Linked DNA regions of Oryza sativa: region 1 is linked to region 2. A link is a contact called in public HiCAR-type data. All regions are on one chromosome and are shown on one strand. Each heading gives the region's core, a stretch centred on a gene start, on an enhancer-like site or on the middle of the called end of the contact. The rest is flanking DNA. Distances are from core to core; before and after follow the strand shown. Region 1 holds the start of LOC4344604. Region 2 holds the start of LOC4344600 (plant cysteine oxidase 3).

Region 1 (3,316 bases), core at 125-2,624, 140 kb before region 2:
ATCAAATAATTAGAAGGGGTGAGGATTTGAACCCAGGTCGTCTAGCCCACCACCTTGTGGAGCTAGCCGGAAGACCTCTGGGCATTTCTCCCACCAACTACTGTCTCATCCCATCAATCAATTAACCTGCTAATCAGGTTGCATCTCCCATTGTACAGGTTTGTTATGTTTACAATGTATTTGATTAGTAGAAGCAATGTTTAAGAGGGATACATGAGTACATACCGGTGAGGTGATGAGTTGGGGATTGTCCCTGCTTCGCCTGAACAAATAGACGCATCTGTAGTCTTGCTGATCCCTCGCAAGAACGGTGCCATATATTCTGACAGGGTAACCCACGTCGGACTCGGCAACCTTGATCGCTATGATATTCAGTGAGTCATCCAGCCACCAATATTCAGAGGGATCGAGCGAGTTAATTGGTGGCCCAGGCCCAATCGTTGCTGTATCAAAATCAATATTCCAAGAATGTGAATGTTTCGATGCATGATATGGACACATAACGATCAAGGATGTATATGTATACAACTACTACAACATATATATACTAGGTGTAGGGATGAACATGAATGGATTTAAGATAATGAAAAAGAAGGAATTATGATTGGAAATTAACAAAATAATGTATACTCACACTCTTTGTCAAGATCGAATAAGGCTATGTTGTGGATGCAGAAGCGGGTGTATACGATCCCACCTTCCTTGGGGTCATATTCAGCAAACTGATTGCGACGAACAATGTGAAGAACCCTCAGCACCTTATCCTCCCATGTGGGCTCCACTTGCCGCTGCTCACCCACATCCTCCATCTCAATGCTGCATCCACTACTAACATCTTCTTCGGCACCAGCTGTAAAATAAAAATGCCATATTAAGATATTTTTAATTTTTATTATCTTATACGTTACATCCAGCAGCAACCAAGCAAGGAATCAGGAATCAAACAGGGTAAACTATACATATCGGGCTGCTCACATAATCAATACACTTATACACATATACTAAATATCTGAATTATCTGAATGATAATGGAATAATAATGTACACTACTACTCACCACAAGAGTAATCTAATTTCTCCTCCACCTCCATGTCGACGGATCGATTAGCGCTAGAAGGGGAAGAATCTCCATCTTCGGCAAGCCCAGGCACCTTCTCCCGCTTGCGCTTGATTGCAACCATGGGCCGCTCCCCCGCAGCCGAACCCCCACCGTCTTCGTTGGCCCCGTCCGCCATCTGGGAAGAAGACGATGCGGCGCGCTGTTGTTCATGCATGATGGCCATAAAAAAAAAGAAGAGCGCGATTGCATCGAATTGGGAAGAAGAGGGGATCGATGTGCGCGCGTACCAGGGAGATGTCGCCGCCGCCGCCCGCAGAGAGAGAGAGAAGGGGGGGGGGGGGGGGAACCTAGGGTTTGCTCGCTGCGAGGGCTAGGAGGAAGAACAGGCGGTGTCGTGAATCGTGATAACAGGCGGTAAGGGTTGTTGATGGGCTGGGCTAGCTCTCCTCTTTTCGGCGGCGAATAAGTCTATTATGACTCCTCAAAACCGCAAAACCAGGTATAACGCCTCCCTCATCTTCAAAACCGGGTGCAAATCGATTGCTTTAGTAGTTTCGGAAGCGGTTTTCTATTGACGTGGTGGATTGACCGTGGCTGACTCACCTACTCTCTCCGTTTCATAATGTAAGTCATTCTAGCATTTTCCATATTCATATTGATGTAATTCATTAACATCAATATGAATATGGAAAATGCTAGAATGACTTACATTGTGAAACGGAGGAAGTAGTAAACATGTCTCTCAGCTAGAAAACTAGTACAAATTTTATTATAGTGGGGCCCATATGTCATCTCCTCTTCTCTATCCCTCCTCTCTCCCCTTCCGGTATGATGGGAGCACGCTCTTCGCGAAGGTCCTTGGTGAGATGATGACGAGCTCGACAAGGAGACGAATAGATGTCCGACATCCCTCACCGCGTCACTCACTGGGCACCACCATTGCCTCCTACATGTATGCCTTCTCCATCATGGAGCAGTTTGTCACTTCGGCGTTCTTCTCTGCCTCAGAGGACTTCTCCCTCCTCTCGGGAAAGGTCTCAGACACAACGTTCTTCCCGGGCGATGGGCGTGGAGGATGTGCTGGCCCGGTACTTGTGGAGGCGATGTGTTGGCTCTTCCGCGAAGGGAGCTCCTCCGCTATGGCGATCGTCTCGGATGTGGTGCTCCACTAGGCGTCGCGCGTAGAGCACGGTGCGGCATGACGCTCGCGATTGAGGCTATGTGGTGGCCATTGCTCTGACCTACTGGGCAGTGGCGCCGCATGCGAACATCCTGGCACATGGGCGATGAGCGGCTTCCTCAGACATTGTTGCTTGAACTCGACGCTAGACCGCGAATGCTAATTGGCGCGCGTGCATTGCCGGCGCGTACTTCCGGCCCACAAGGCCCACGCATGCGCGCGCCTTTTTCTTCTTTTTTTCTTTTTTTTTTCGTTGTTCGCTGTTCCTGCCATATGGATAGGAGAAAAAATCGTAATTAGTTTAGATTAGTTTCCTATTTTTACTAATGATTAGTTTACTAGTCATTTTTAAATCTTAACTTTAAAATTTTCAAATTTGAATTTGAAAATTTTCAAATCTCGAGTTGAAAGTTTTCAAATCTCAAGTTCAAAGTTTTCAAATATTTCAAATCTAGACTTGAAAGTTTTCGAATCTCGAGTTGAAAGTTTTCAAATCTCGAGTTGAAAATTTTCAAATCTCAAGTTGAAAGTTTTCAAAATTTTCAAATATGGACTTGAAAGTTTTCAAATCTCGAGCTGAAAGTTTTCAAAATTTGACTATAAAATTTAAATCATAAATCGAAAGTTTTCAAATCCGACTTAAAAATTTTCAATCTGTTAGTAAAAAAATCTCCCGAAAAAAGAAAGAAAAATCTTGAGAATCTTCCCTAATTACCCATCATTAGTGTTAAGTATTAACTAATAGTTATAGGAGAGAAATGCTCGCTGCTGGCGCGCACGCGCCAGCTAGCAGCCCCCATGCTAGACACCGTCTGCACCAGCGTGCCCCTCATGACTAGTTGGTGGAGAGGAGAGTGAGGGAGAGGTGGGGGAAGAAGAAAAGGAATGAATATGACATGTGGGGCCCTCCATATATGTTTTGCTATGTGTCACGACCGGAAATAACCCAAGGGGCGTTCCTTACGTGCGTGCATTATTCCTTGTCCCAGGAGGCAAGGTACATCAAAAGTTGATACAGTTCAGAGTTTAACAAGCGGAAGCGTAAATAGTTAATTTATTACATGGGCGGCGAAGGC
Region 2 (3,096 bases), core at 540-3,039:
ATGGACTACTTTTGCTTGTCCAGCTGCTGCAGTTGGAGTGATCCGTGAGAAAATCAGATATGACATAGAATAGTGAATATGAACACTTTTGAGTTTTGACAACATATCAACAAATTAAATTTTCTTCTCATATAAATGAACATAATGTACAAGGTGATTGCTGTTCCTGACAGAAAAGGACTGAACAGCACTGTGACTAATAATATATGTTTTGAACAAATACCAGAGATGGCTGGTATTCTGCTTCCACCAAAATGGTGGATTTAGTTAAACATGAATCTGACACAAACATGTAATATGATGACAGTGAGGGATTTCACTTACAGAAGCTAGAAAATGGATAATCGTGAAAATAGGTGCAAACACGGCCAGAAGATTCAGAGTATGGTGGGGCAATGACATCAAGAACAGCACATGATTTTACTGAAGTGAAGCAGTGCATGTTCCCACCACTTTGGGGATACAAAACAGCAGTTGGACAAGGGGCATTCAGAACATCATCCGTATGTAACTTTCCAAGTTTCACTGCACATCAGGAGAAAGAAAAAAAATCCTTAATATACCAGAACCCGAAAAATCATCAAGGCATAGAAATGAGCAATCTAAAATGATGCCTGAGCAACAGTGCAACACTAGTGACCAATAGGGTTGGGTAGTATCAATACTATTACTATGCTACAACCAATATTGTTCATTAACTTGGTACTGTAGAAACCATCTGAAGAAATAAATGTTTTCAGTACACTTGTATTCTCAGAGACAACGAGTTCATTAAGTCATCACTCTGCAATGCAATATATACTAGTAGATAAATAAAAACAAATATTTGAAACAGGGTATGAAAAATAACCTGGCTTGCCATTTGCTAGAACAGCAGGCTCTACCCAATCATACGATTTGACATGCATCGAACCATAGAGTAATTTGCTCAACACAGTCATTCCCGGATGATCATGGAGAGGAATAACCGCCGATGTTGGTAAGCAGAATATTCCAATCTACAGAACAAACACGAAGCAATTGCAGATTAGCAGAGAAGATATCCAATTATTCATTAACTTCTAGTAGTATTCTCTGTCACAGAAGTGTTACAAGAAGATGACCAAATTGAACATTTGAACATCCACATACAGAGAAGGCGTCACACTCGTAGACATGCAGGTAGGTTATGGGTTGCGCCCATCTAGCAACCCTTGCTGAATTCTTCAAGAAGTTTGATTCAAAGAACCCAAATCCTCTTCCATCCTCAAGATTATCATCTCTGAGTCCAACATCCACAGGAGTGATTGTATCTGAACACAAAACTCACATCCAATTCCTCAATACATCAGCATACGAACGATTTTGCAGAGGAAAGAGCAATCAATTGGCTGTCCGAACTCTGAACACAAGAACAAAACAAAAATTGGGCCGAGGTCGGGAGGAAGAGGAGTTGGTGGAGGTCAGGTGACCTACCCATGAGAGAGGAGATGGCGCCGATGGCGTGGTCGGGAGGTGGAGACGACGGCGAGGAGGACGCGGCGACGGAGGACGGCGACGGGAAGGTGCGCTTGCAGAGCTCGTACAGCGCCTGCACCCGCGACGGCGTCGACGTCGCCGGCGGCCGCGTCGGTATGCCCCACCCCATTGAGGCCGTCGACGACCTAGATGTCCCCCTCTCCCACTCTTCTAGCTTGCTCCCTTCTCGCCTTCTTCCTCCTCTTCTCCCTCCTCGCGTGGTCGCTGGAGAGGAGCAGCGCCGCCGCGGCGAGCGGTGTCGCGACGCGAGGGCTCAGGCGGCGCGTGGCGTACTGTCTCGTCTCTTCCAGCGCGAGGATTAGGTTGCTGTTCGTGGGCCGTGTGGGCCCAATATGGGCCTTAGTTGTATTAGTAGTATTTACTAGTGGGCTTTGAGTTTAAACTTTTTTTTAGTTTTTCTTTTGTATACTAGAAATTGACTGGAATTCTGAGCTCCTTCAAGCTTTCCATCACAGAGCTACATAATTTTGTTCCTAATTTTATGGCAGCTACAGAAGATTAATTTGCCATTCGATTCTACTTGTTCACATACTGGTCCGGACATTTTGTTGCCACTTTCACTAAATTTATATTATGAACCTAAAAAATTATAGCTGATGCATTGTGTTCTCGGCTTCTCGCAGAAATCTTGGTCAACACCACCATCGTCTCTAATCTTTAAATGTAACTCTATTCTGTCTAGTGCACCAAGTACTCGATTATTAGGTCCTGTCAAAGTTAATGGTTCCTCCTGTAAATAGATTAGGGAAAATCATGTCAGAAATGCCCACAAAAAAACACCAAGCTCGACAAGTCCAATACAATTAAGACAATGCCAACTGTATGTTAAGAGAAATTCCGGTACTTCCTCTGGTCATAACGCAGTTGACTTTGACAACAAAATTTGATAATTTGTCTTATTAAAAAAAGTACACTAATTTTTTTATGACTTATTTTATTGTTAAAGGTACTTTAAACATGATATTTTTGCATATTTTTACACTAAACTTTTAAATATGATAAATGATCAAGCTTTATGATCAAAATCAACTGCATTAAATATTTATAACTGGAGGGGGCACATACTACGTACATATAATAATTTTAGGTATTTTACCATCAAAGTTGGGTTTGCATAAATAGTAAATACAACTCAACTAAAATGGATCCAAGCGAGTAAAGTAGCATTATTGTGCATTATTGTTCTTTTCTTCAAATGAGAGAACATTATTGTGCATCTGCACATCAGACTGTCTCACTAATTAAGAACAATGTAGCCAACAAAAGAGGATTGTTAATTAAGGGGGCAAACAGAATGTAACGGATTGGTGTACTTCGAGACAGATACAATCTTTTTGTGGCATAACACTGTCATCAAGCCATGGCTTCTGAATTAAGCTCTAGACCCTACTGAAACCAGAAAATTACCAACACAATAATTCCCTAGATCTTAATTGGCAAGCATGGCATTCATAATCACACATATTGATCACGCATAAAAACACACAATAAAGTTAATTACCAGCGTAGAGAATTAAGTTACCTGTAATAATATTCATCAGGCTAGATACCTGCAAATCTCGCTGGTGCATAAGGTGA

What was found. HiCAR-type assays count read pairs that join an accessible place to other places.
Region 1: a HiCAR-type map of leaf shows a contact between it and region 2, with 2.5 times the contacts expected there. The contact joins the promoter of LOC4344604 here to the promoter of LOC4344600 in region 2. A contact is called at or near these places in 4 of 15 Hi-C or Micro-C datasets (leaf, panicle, seedling and 1 more) and 1 of 4 datasets of contacts at active chromatin or transcription factors (leaf).

What each region holds. Positions count from the first base shown.
Region 1 is chr8:1,998,742-2,002,057 of ASM3414082v1, reverse strand. It overlaps LOC4344604, which reads right to left and starts at 1,374. Exons shown (of 5, transcript XM_015792785.3): 1 at 1,348-1,374; 2 at 1,058-1,235; 3 at 635-850; 4 at 226-443. The coding sequence starts at 1,235.
Region 2 is chr8:1,854,808-1,857,903 of ASM3414082v1, reverse strand. LOC4344600 (plant cysteine oxidase 3) reads right to left here and starts at 1,789. Exons shown (of 6, transcript XM_015793137.3): 1 at 1,456-1,789; 2 at 1,132-1,292; 3 at 851-998; 4 at 325-525; 5 at 1-23. The coding sequence starts at 1,627.